Linked DNA regions of Ovis aries: region 1 is linked to region 2. A link is a contact called in public Hi-C data. All regions are on one chromosome and are shown on one strand. Each heading gives the region's core, a stretch centred on a gene start, on an enhancer-like site or on the middle of the called end of the contact. The rest is flanking DNA. Distances are from core to core; before and after follow the strand shown.

Region 1 (6,037 bases), core at 1,485-3,984, 160 kb before region 2:
CAAGCCCTTCAATTAAAGGCCATCATTCCATCTTTATCCCATGCTCTCTTTTCTCTCATTGCTTCCTGGCTGAAGTGTTGGTGGTGGTTACTGTTTTTCTTTTCATAGTGCTTCTGTTTGAATTGACTGTCATGTCACTAAAGCCGCCTAGGATGAGAGGAAAAGGGGAACCTGTAGGAAAGTCTCTGAGGAGGACTGGTAGGTCATGGAGACTGGTGGTATATCCAAAAATTATCCAAAGATTCAGACCACCTTAATATACTCTTAAGCTTTTTGTCCTCACTTCTGTCAGCTACCTAGCAATAGAGTGAGATATGGGAGGAAAAAAATGGACTGTTTTCCAGGTAGGTCAGTAATAGCCCTCCAGAGGGTAAAAGTTAGAGCATAAAATAGTAGATTTGGAAGGAATTCTAGATGTATCTTCAGGGCCTTCACCATTCTCACGAGGAAGCCAGCATCACAGAGGCAAAATCACTTTTAGCCTCCAGCTCCATTTCCTAGCCAATCTTGTCCAGCTTAACAAAACCATAGGAGGAGACAAGTCTTGGGTGGCAGGATGGATTTTGAGCCATTTTGAAGTGATAGTGAAGTAAATACTGTAGCTAGAGGCTGCATCTTAGACTTGAAAGAGGAGGCAAGAACAGTCTAGAGCAGGAGAGCCTCTGAAAATTGATTTTCCTACTACGACAGAGAGCTGTTACTCCAGAAACATACTAAACTCTGCTTAGTGTTTAACCGAGCACTTTTCTAACTCAGCCTTCGAAGCCTATGTTCCTAACACTACTGTTTGTCTCCTAACCAGGAGCCTAGCTCAAAAGAGCAGAAATTACATATATGAAAGGTGTTCAACACATGCTTACTTACAATAAGAAGCTGACAATAACCTAAACATCTAACAGTTGGAGAATGATTACATAGAGTATAAATCTGTGGAATATAATTCAAGCTATTAAAATGTTAGTTGTAATTATTCTGTTGGTATAGAAAGTTGTTTGCAGTATCCATGAAAAATAATGCCAGGTCTTATATCTCCACTGTGATTTATATACCCATGTCTAGAAGAAAACTTGAAAAAATCAAAAGTCAAAGTATTAAAATAGAATTATATAATTTTCTTTGGATTCTTTTTGTCACACATACTGTTTGTGCAATGAAATTTTGTTTGTTTCCGTTTCCTCATAGCTCAGTTAGTAAAGAATCCACCTGCAATGCAGGAGACCCTGGTTCAGTTCCTGGGTCGGGAAGACCTGCTGGAGAAGGGATAGGCTACCCACTCTGATATTCTGGCCTAGAGAATTCCATGGACTGTATAGTCCATGGGGTTGCAAAGAGTCGGACATGACTGAGCGACTTGAAATAATAAATGAATACATCTTTATAATTCTGTAACCAGTAGTCTGTGGCCTAGCAAAGATTTCTGGTAAACTTTATGTTCTTTTCTTAAGCCATAGATAAAAGTTTTTATATTTTGTTTCTCCTGTACTTTTTGTTTGCATTTGATATAGAGTAGGTGAGAAACAATAAAAGCGATTAATAGCATTGTGAAAACATTAAGATAGAACGCAATGAAGTGTTAGCTTGAAAGCTGCCACATACATTGCCTAGTTTTGGTTTATATTTTATCTGTAAGCATGTAAAAAAGAACGATTCTTGGTAATTTACTGGCTCATACTGGATATCATTCTACACAGTTTATAGACTGAACAGGAAAGCTACCTGTTCTATATCATAGAGTAGTAAGAACAGAGGAGCTGGGCCCTCCTTTCCTGCCTTCCTCTATTCACCTTCAACCCGCCTTCACTTGAGCGCACAATCTAGTCAAATCCTCTCTGAGCTGAGTATCTTCATAGCTGTTAAAAAGGAAATGGATACACACCCATATTCATCGAAGCATTATTCACCATAGTGAAGAGGTGGAAGCCTAAATGTCCACAGAGGATGAATCAATAAAGAAAATGTGGAAAATAGGTAATGGAACCTTCAGCATAAATAAAAATTTAAAAGAAGGAAATCCTGTCATACGCTACAGCATAGAGGAGTCTTGTACATTCTCCTAAGAGAAGTAAGCCAGTTGCAAAAAGACAAATACTGCTTGATTCCATCTACATCTAAAAGAGACAGCTAAAGGAGTCAGACTCCTAGAAACACAAAACAGAACATGGTGACCAGCTGCTGGGAGAGAGGGGGAAATACGGAGTTGTCCAGAGGGTTTAGAATTTTAGTTTCGCAAAAAGAAACAGTTCTAAAGATCTACGCAGTACAATATGCATGTAGTTAACACTACTTCTTACTCTCAAAAATGGTTCAGATGGTAAATTTTATTATTTTAAAACTACATTAAAAAGAAATGGCCACTTCTACCACCCCCAACCTTTTCTGTATACAGAGCAGGATCACAACTTGAACCCTGTTTCCTTCATCCTTCCAGTCTAGGCTTGGGCAGCTTTGTCCATCATCCCCTTTCCTTCCACTGGCATGTCTGGGTGCATCTTTGCTCTGAGGCTCTTCAGCTGGGCCATGTCCTTGATTATCCGTGTGCTTGAAGTGGCTGCTTCTTTAATATGGGAAAAAAATGGGTGTGAAACCCGATGTGAAAACTTTATTCTGTACATACAAAAAAATTAGATGTCAAGTGAAAGGCGGCTTGTCAGATACTAAGTGACTAAGGGATATCTCTCTTCCCTAATTATCAGACCAGGAAGACATCTACATAGAGTCCAGATCATGGATGTTGAGCAGCAATGCAGCAGTACCTTCCGGAGCCACTAGGTGGCGCCCATGGTCCACCCCGACTTCCCTGCCGCGTGGACCTGGCCTCAGTACTTGATGGCTAATCACTAGCAGAAAAACAGTGGCGGACAGTCAGCATTTACTTTTCCAAACGGCTTAGTCTCATTTTCAGCATCATTCCTACTTTGTTCTTATTTTGTTACAGGTCTTCTCCTAACCAAACTTCTTGAAGGCAGAAGCTATCTTGTTTCTACTGTAGGCTAATACAGAGTGAAAGCGCTGAGACAGAGATAGAGGGAGAAAATGGAGCCACAGAAGTGAAAAAGTTTAAGGTCAGGGTTAGGACCCTGTGTCCAGGATTAGGGGGACAAGTAACAAGGACAAGAAGCTGACTGAGTGGGAATTCAGCTGCAAGAGGAAACCCAGGGGAAGATAAAGCCGTTGGTGGGGAACATTGGCACTCATGAGGCAGCCCTTCTGTGCTCCATCTCAGCACCAGGACTCAGGGCTGGGTCACCCAAGGGCCAGCCCACAAAGTTAGGCAAGCCACTCATGAAGCTTTGAGGAGGTGTTCTTAGAAGCACAGGCCAGAGTACTATGTCACCAGGGCCACAGAGCAGCCTGAACCCAGCAGATGACCCTTTTCTTGTGAGGATTCCAAGGTCTGTGACTCATGCTAATTAACCCTGACTCACTGTAGCACTGAGCACAACAAGGTTATTGTCTCCGCCCAACTGAGTGGGGAAACTGAGGAATGGAGTGGGGAAGCAGCTTTGCTCCAAGAGTGGCAACAGGCCCTGAAGCTGCAAACACCCGTGAAGCTGCCCTTGAAAATCAGGAGCAAACACTTCCCAAGAGGGGGGTCCAGAGGAAGAAGGGGAGGTGGGGTGGGGGGGGAATGTTTAATTTGTGCTAGTTCCTTGTAGGGTAGAGCCGTAAAACTCTACAGTTCAGTTCAATTCAATCGCTCAGTCATGTCTGACTCTGCGACCCCATGAATCACAGCATGCCAGGCCTCCCTGTCCATCACCAATTGCTGGAGTTCACTCAAACTCATGTCCATCAAGTCGGTGATGCCATCCAGCCATCTCATCCTCTGTCGTCCCCTTCTCCTCCTCCCCCAATCCCTCCCAGCATCAAGGTCTTTTCCAATGAGTCAACTCTTCTGCATGAGGTGGCCAAAGTATTGGAGTTCAGCTTCAGCATCAGTACTTTAACTCCTAGGACTGATCTCCTTTAGGATGGACTGGTTGGACCTCCTTGCAGTCCAAGGGATCCTCAAGAGTCTTCTCCAACACCACAGTTCAAAAGCAGCAATTCTTCATCGCTCAGCTTTCTACACAGTCCAACTCTCACATCCATACATGACCACAGAAAAAACCATAACCTTGACTAGATGGACCTTTTTGGCAAAGTAATATCTCTGCTTTTCAATATGCTATCTAGGTTTGTCATAACTTTCCTTCCAAGGAGTGTCTTTTAACTTCATGGCTGCAATCACCATCTGCAGTGATTTTGGAGCCCCCAAAAATAAAGTCTGACACTGTTTCCACTGTTTCCCCATCTATTTTCCATGAAGTGATGGGACCAGATGCCATGATCTTAGTTTTCTGAATGTTGAGCTTTAAGCCAAGTTTTTCACTCTCCTCTTTCACTTTCATCAAGAGGCTCTTTAGTTCTTCTTCACTTTCTGCCATAAGGGTGGTGTCATCTGCATATCTGAGGTTTTTGGTATTTCTCCTGGCAACCTTGATTCCAGCTTGTGCTTCTTCCAGCCCAGCGTTTCTCATGATGTACTCTGCATAGAAGTTAAATAAGCAGGGTGACAATATACAGCCTTGACCTACTCCTTTTCCTATTTGGAACCAGTCTGTTGTTCCATGTCCAGTTCTAACTATTGCTTCCTGACCTGCATATAGCTTTCTCAAGAGGCAGGTCAGGTGGTCTGTATTCCCATCTCTTTCAGAATTTTCCACAGTTTATTGTGATCCACACAGTCAAAGCCCTGGCATAGTCAATAAAGCAGAAATAGATGTTTTTCTGGAACTCTCTTGCTTTTTTGATGATCCAGCAGATGTTGGCAATTTGATCTCTGGTTCCTCTGCCTTTTCTAAAACCAGCTTGAACATCTAGAATTTCACGGTTCACATACTGCTGAAGCCTGGCTTGGAGAATTTTGAGCATTACCTTACTAGCGTGTGAGATGAGTACAATTGTGCAGTAGTTTGAGCACTCTTTGGCATTGCCTTTCTTTGGGATTGAAATGAAAACTGACCTTTTCCAGTCCTGTGGCCACTGCTGAGTTTTCCAAATTTGCTGGCATATTGAGTGCAGCACTTTCACAGCATCATCTTTCAGGATTTGAAATAGCTCCACTGGAATTCCATCACCTCCACTAGCTTTGTTCGTAGTGATGCTTTTTAAGGCCCATTTGACTTCACATTCCAGGATGTCTGGCTCTAGGTGAGTGATCACACCATCGTGATTGTCTGGGTCATGAAGCTCTTTTTTGTACAGTTCTTCTGAGTATTCTTCCCACCTCTTCTTAATATCTTCTGCTTCTGTTAGGTCCATACCATGTCTGTCCTTTATTGAGCCCATCTTTGCATGAAATGTTCCCTTGGTATCTCTAATTTTTTTGATGAGATCTGTACTTCTTTCCCATTCTGTTCTTTTCCTCTATTTCTTTGCATTGATCACTGAGGAAGGCTTTCTTACCTCTTCTTGCTATTCTTTGGAACTCTGCATTCAAATGGGAATATCTTTCCTTTTCTCTTTTGCTTTTCGCTTTTCTCCTTTTCACAGCTATTTGTAAGGCCTCCCCAGACAGCCATTTTGCTTTTTTGCATTTCTTTTCCATGGGGATGGTCTTGATCCCTGTCTGCTGTACAATGTCACAAACCTCCGTCTCTGTTAAAACTCTACAGTGCCATGTAAAACAACAGCAAGTTGCTGACTATTTGCCCTCACCGGCTGCTTCTACGATGAGGAATCTGAAGGCCAGAGTTGGGGGAGAGAGGGCCAAGGTTGCATATAGGGTATTGTGGCTGCACCAGAAATCTCGAGGCTCCATTATCAGTCCTCTCCCGCTACAGCCCCTCTGTCGGGGGAAGAGGCAGTAAGTAGAAGAGGGGGTAAGAGCACGGCCTGCAGATCCCATAGCCTGGGTTCAAACCCTAGATCCCCTGGTTACCTGTGTGCTTCTGAGCCAAGACCCCGTTCCTCAGTTTCTTCATCTGTAAAAAGGTGATAACGCTAGTAGCTATGTCACAGGGATGTCTGAGAATTAAGTGAGATATGTGAAGTC
Region 2 (6,412 bases), core at 3,180-5,679:
AACTGTCAAAAGGAATAGCCGCTCTGATAGATAGGCCTGAGTCAAAATAACAGGGAAAAGTCGCTTCTTTTATTGATGGTTCCAAAGAAACAAACCAAAACCAACCAGCTCTCGGACGTGAAGATAGAATAGTGCTTTTTCAAAACAGAAAGGAAAAAATTGGGGAGGAAAAGGCCTGCTGTGGGAGCATTTAGAGCCAGCCACATCAGGATCAGAGCTGCCCCTTCCTGTGCACCCCAGGTGGCCCCACTTCTGTGGAGTAACAATATAAAACAGGGAGCTCATTGGAGTATTGAAACTTAAAACGATTTTTTTCGACTTGGATTTTAAGTACATTTTTATATGTAGATTTCTGCCCTTCTTGCTACCAGGCCCTGCAGCCACAAAGTGTTTTGTTTCTTTTTTGCTTTGGAGAACCTTTTGGAAATGGTTTTGCTGAATCTGATTCTTTTTTCTTGGGGTTAGAACTTATATTCCAGACCATTTTTTGAGAGGACAGGACAGGAGGAGAAAAGTGACTGGGAAGAAGTTTGCTCTCACGCGGCAGAGTCCGCCATCATCGTGCTGTTGGCCACTGTGAGACCGCTGCCCTGGACTGAGAGCTTTAACTTTGAGGGTGCTCGTGGGGGTTTTTGTTTCAAGGTTTCGGGGTGGTGGTGGTAGTGGTGGTTTTTTTTTTTTTTTTTAATTTTGGTGTGTGTGCGTGTGTGTGTATCGTGCTTAGGTTGCACATTTAATCTTCACCTTCCAAGAGATGGCCTCCCCCTTGGACAGCCGCTCAGCGGACCGTTAGACTCGGGAAGAAGACCCAGCTGGCGGCTGTGCCTCCTGGGTCCTCTCACTCACGTTGTGATCGTGTGTTCCCTTCTGCTGGCACTCTTGACAGCAGCCCGGTCATCATCTGCCTGTGGAAAGGGGAAATGGGTATTGCAGACCCAACACACATTCTAAATTTATAATGAGTAATAATTGGAACAAATAAAGGTTCTTGTACCCAAAGTGACTCTCCATGGGAAAAACAGCTTTTTTTTTTCCTGAGACTGAATAGGAGGAAAGGATTCAGAAATACGATATAGACCAGGTTTTGAAGGAAGAGAATTTTCTCTCCTGTATATGTTAAAAGGAAATCAGACAGTTTCAATGCCTGCTAATCAAATGTTTACTCAGCTAACCATGTGTCCAGGTTGCTGGCAGAGTTTCTTTCAGATCTGAGTGTTGCCTGCTGAATTTGGAGAACTTCAGACAGTAGCTCTGTGGAGTTTTGTTTTTGTTTTTTTGCCACAACCAATAGGACAATAGCAGAATTAGCCAATCCTAAAATCTTCTAAAGATGACTTTTGAATGTCCTACTGGGAGAATTTAATCTTTCTTTTTGATGTGTGTTTTTAGTTTAGAAGTGCTATATTCCACAAGATATGAGTCATTGAGGTTGGAAGATACCCTATCTTTTTTATTCAGAAAGCACAATCAATCTTTTCTTTGAAAATCTATATAAAGTACAACCTGCTTTTAGCATGATTATTTTCCTAAATAAAAAGCAAATAATTTACTTATGTTAATTACGGGCATGAAGCAAAAGGTTTTCTTTAAAAAAAAAAATTTTAAAGTGCAGTTAAGTAGGGCTGTGGTTAGTTCATGTACTGAGTTCTCTCTAGCATTTGTGGCTTGTTGGAAGGGTAGTATGAACTATTTAACATGTAATGGTGTACTTTAACTCTTATCTAGCACGTTGTCTTCTCATTACTTGGGGGAGGGAGGGTCTCTGCTGGCACTGTCTAACTTGCTTACCTGCTGAATTAGCAGTTTGCTTGTGCTAAAACCGTAATCTGTAGGTGCGACTTAGGGTAGGCTTAAAGTGCTGGGTGGTGATTTGAGTTCAAACAATAAAAAATTGTATTTTTTCAATATTGTATAAATAATAGTGTTCTAATTACCTTTCAAAAAAAAATAATGTCCGGGTAAAAATTGCTTTTAATCTTGTCAGAGAACAAACAAACAAAACTAGTAGAAGCAAGTTTAGGGAAGGTTCGTGAGCAGTGCCGCAGCTCTACTCCCCAGCTTAAATGCATGTTGGTCTAACAAAAAGACACCCGCTCACCTGCACTCGTGAGCACCAGCGCTAGGAGTCTCTTGGTGGTGCAGAATTTCCCAGTTGGAGATTCACTGGGGGCAGTTGCAGGGGTTCAGAAGCTGATATGAGTGTGGCTGCAGTGTGTGTGTGCACGTGTGTGTGCGCCCACCCAAGTCTGTGTGGTGACGGTGCCTTTAGGCTTCTCTGTGAGCACTAGAAGCTCCTGGAATAGCTGCCCGCATCACGTGGAGCACCCCCACACACACACGTTCTGTTCAAGCCTGTGCTTTCTGGGCACTAACCTTGGTCCCATGCATGTGCTAGGCTCTGTGTGGAGCTTTTCCTTTCCACGGGGAAACTGCCTTTTAGTAAGCTGAACAGACTCCCTTTTTACACTAACTTTTGTGCTGAGAGAGGTAGGAGAGGAAGCTGGAAGAGGGCCACGCTGTGATTCTGAGGACTCTAGGCCCCCAATAACAGATGGTTGAGTGAGTCTGGAGCAAAGGGTGGTATGACACCAAAAGCTATTTTCCACATTGTCCCATCGCAACACTCTTGAGAAGCATCCAGAGCCCCTCAGATAGGCTGCGTATTTTTAAAGGTGGTAGTGGTAGATCAGAGCTGCTTCCGGCAGTCTCCCTTCCCTTCTTTAGTATCCCTCACTTTTGAAATCCTACCTTGTGGTTTATCAGCACAAAGCATTTTGCCCCTGTTCAAATGACCGAGCTCCATCTCTTACCAAACACAACAAACGAGATGGCTGCACCACGGCCCACTGGCCTCCAACCTCCCCAGTACTGGGGCCTCATGGGTTGCTTTTTATGGTAGCCAACCTAAACACTGGCATTTATGCGTTTTTGTCTTCAATTGTATCGTCCTCCTTGAGGTTACTGTGCAGGTTACCAGCGTTTCATATTAGTGAGATAATTATCAGAAGTTGCCATATATCTCTCCAGTACCTAACATTTTTCTTCCACTCCAAAGCGGTTCTAATTGCCAACAGGCTGATCTAAGCTCCAGAAGAGTGTCTCCCTCCGAAGGAATCTTTCTTTCCCCCTCACAAGGCTCCCAGAAGCCCTAGTTGGCCTTGACCTGACGCTTGCTTTTTATTAGGCGTCCTGTTGGGATGGCTGAGAATCATGAGAGACAGAGCCTCTGCTAGCCTCCATGGGGAAGGTGTTAGACACCAACTTTCTGGGAACTAGTGTTTGATTTTTAAGTGGCATGTGACCCTTCTGTGTTCTAGGGACTCAATCAGAAAAGTGAAAGCCATTAACAAAAGTTAGGAGTTTCATTCATCTCATAACTTCCTGCCTGGGTTCACGGCCTTACTGAAATCAAATCATTTCTGATTGGACGCAGACCTGCATTTCTTTGGACTTCTGAATCCATGCTCATATTTTCTCTGGCCACTGAACACCTTGGAGATTCCATTAGGGACTGGATGGAGTGGAGGCCCATTGGGGAAGGGGTGCAGGTTCTCCACTCACCTGAGGAAGGGCCAGGACTCTCTTAAGTCAGCAAATAATCGTCTTGGCTGTGGGCTTGGGAAGAAATGGCCGTTATTTACTGATTGTATTTGGTACATATTGTGTGATACTTGAAGAGATAAAAGGGATTTACCAGCCCTTAATTGAAATCTAAGCTTTTTATCACTTATTTTTTCCTTGCCCCCTGTCCTCCCTTCCACCTTTCTCCTTGCATTGTGATGATCTAGTGGGCACTTCTGTCAACAGGACAAATGCCTCTTCTGACTATAACCTCTTAATAGTTGTGTATAATGAAAACTGTAAACTTTTTTTAAATAAAATGTGTATATACCTTGGCAAATGGCTGGAGCTTCATCAATAAGATAATAGCCCCTGTGATTGCTGATCCCAATTTTTTAAAAAACACCCACCCTGTTCATCTGGTTCCTTTGAGCAGCAGACATTGACTTTTTTTTTTTTTAACTGAGAATTTCTTACAAGGCAGATGACTGGGTTAGTTTGGGAAGGGAGGGTCATGTGTAGGCAGTAGAGAATACCTACAGAGCCCTGTCCCTACGCCTGGACTGGCAGGTGACTGCTGGCTATAAACAGGGCTGTCTTTGCGGTTTCTCTACTAACCACTTGAAAAACCCATCTGTCCTGTAGGCCTAACCCCGTGTGATTCAGCAGGCGTGGCTCCTGTGTTGATCTTCAACCCAAACCTCTAGACCCTGTTAGCTAATCCTGAGCAAAAGGCACCCCCTTGGCCCGGGGTTCACAGGCAGTACAGCTTCCTGCCAGGGCTCATCTGCCTCAACAAGGAAGGGAGGAAGCAGTGGGTGTTGGGTCGGAAGCTGATCACTGGGTTAGCCCATTTCAACTCTTTTTCTAAAGCACTTGTCCACATCAGCCAGCAGGTGGCGATGTTTCCTCATTCGTTCGAAGACCCTTCAGACAAAGGGAAGAGCTTTCCTTTGGTGACATGCCCCCATCCCCCCAACTCTCTCGCACTGTTTTCTCCTTACTCATCTCCCCCACACTCCTTTTTTTCCTCACTGCATCCCAGTGCATTCGACTGTAGGCACAGCTTTTTATCTACCAGAGAGGAGGGCAGGACTACCTAGGAACCTTGCTCTGGTGCCAGCAAGCATCTCCAGCTCCCCTGGCTGCCCACAGTGCTCAGAGACAAAACAGTCGTCAGCAGGCTCTGACAGCTCGCAAACTTCTCAGCCAGGGTAGTAGGGGACCAAAGAACTGGACCAGCGCTGTGAGTCCTGGTCCCATCTCGTCTATTGAAACCAGCTGTGTGGCCTTGAGCTCCGTGGACCTCAGCTTCATCTGTAACATCAAGTCCCTAAACTAATAGGCTTTGACTGACACTTTATGACTCAGAACTCCATCTGGGCTCTGAAATGATATCCTATCTTAGTATCCTGAGAGAAGATGTATCGACCTGAGAAAACACCAAGGTTTCAAGACCAGAGGTTAGAGGTTTGGGACCTAAAGACCTTCAGGAGTTTAGAGCACCCATTTTCGAGCTGAAAGAATTAAGGGTCATGTGAACCAAGGTGATAACCACACAGGCAGCTGCTGTAAAAAAAAACCCACGAGGAGTCTCAGTGCGTCCAGTGCTCAGGTCCCCCGCCCACCATAATCTCACCCAGCATCACTTACCTCTCAGCCTCTGTCCAGATGCTTCCTGAGTGGCAGGGGGCTCTTGCTGCCTGCCTGAGGCACTGCCCCTTTCCTGAGAAGGGAATGTGGGTTTTCTGCAGTATATTGTCCTGGAACAGAAAGTTATGGGCTCAGAGCCCCTTATGCTTACTTTAAACTCTTTATTTCCAAAGGCTGTTCTGCCTCATGGAATAGATTTCTGAGACACTGGACCCTGGTGTTTTCTGCTCCCACCTTGTGCCACGGCAAAGGGCATTTGGCTCCCACAGTCCTTGGATCTGCAAGGTCCTGCTGTCCCGGGAGCCACTTGACAGACCAAGCAGCCTTGTTTAGGGGGAGCTCACAGGCTTCTCAGGGATTCAGACACCCCAGTGAGCCTGGGACAATCTACCCGGGGCCCAGCCTGCCCCCCAGTGCCTCACGTTACAGGGTTTGTGCGCTCAGAACTGCATGGAACTGCAGTCACACATGCTAGGGATTTGTTAGACGGTAAAAGGAGCCAGAGCCTGTCGCCTCTCACTGTGTGTGTAGGGTGTGTGTGTAGACCCATAGAATGAAGGGTCCTTATTTTTCAAAAGGGTTGGGGCACTTCTGTGAACCTGGGCTCCTCAGAGCACTTTGGGGCTCAAACTTGGCTTCTAGTGTCAAATGACTAGGGAGGCAGGAACAGACTTGACCTCCCTCAAAGAAAAAAGTAGCCCTTCTGGCCGCCCCATCATTGATGATTAACCTGGGAAGGGGTGGCTGGACTGCTGGTGGGTTCTGGCCTTCCGATCTCACTCAGCTCCCCTTCCCGCGGTTCCTATCACCCAGGTCAGCCAGCGCTGAGCAAGCAGCTCACTTTGAGAAGCTTCAGGCCAAGTTCAGTTCTTCCCAGCTCTGTAAACAGTGGGTCAGGTGCCTGCAAACACACATGTAAAAGTGTACATTAAAGTAAAGCTAAGCCTTTAAAAAATGTACTTCTACAGATTTCCTCCAAAGAATTCTGTGCTACTAACAAAAGGACATTCCAGAGACCCATGAAGGTCTTCCACAGCGCTCTCTTGCAGAGAGAACCACCATGAGCCGTGACCCCTGGGGGCTTCCGCATGCTATCCTAACTCACACTGGCCCTAGAAGCTCCTCAGAAAGCAACCCAGGCCTTGGCCCCACTTTGCACTAACTCTTTGTGAGGTGCCAAGAGACCTGGGCACACAGT

The links. Hi-C and Micro-C count contacts between places; a contact is called where the count stands out from the background.
Region 1: a Hi-C map of tail adipose tissue shows a contact between it and region 2, with 5 times the contacts expected there. The contact joins two enhancer-like sites. A contact is called at or near these places in 7 of 16 Hi-C or Micro-C datasets (blood, liver, omental adipose tissue and 2 more).

The regions. Positions count from the first base shown.
Region 1 is chr4:95,489,153-95,495,189 of ARS-UI_Ramb_v3.0, reverse strand. No RefSeq gene overlaps it. Among named protein-coding and RNA genes, the nearest start is that of ZC3HC1, 24 kb to the left of the region's middle. Within about 2 kb of position 2,734, at least 9 of the 54 cell types and tissues checked have an H3K27ac peak or open chromatin away from gene starts, as enhancers often do.
Region 2 is chr4:95,329,273-95,335,684 of ARS-UI_Ramb_v3.0, reverse strand. It overlaps UBE2H (ubiquitin conjugating enzyme E2 H), which reads left to right. Exons shown (of 7, transcript XM_060414834.1): 7 at 1-3,901. Among named protein-coding and RNA genes, the nearest start is that of UBE2H, 100 kb to the left of the region's middle. Within about 2 kb of position 4,429, at least 26 of the 54 cell types and tissues checked have an H3K27ac peak or open chromatin away from gene starts, as enhancers often do.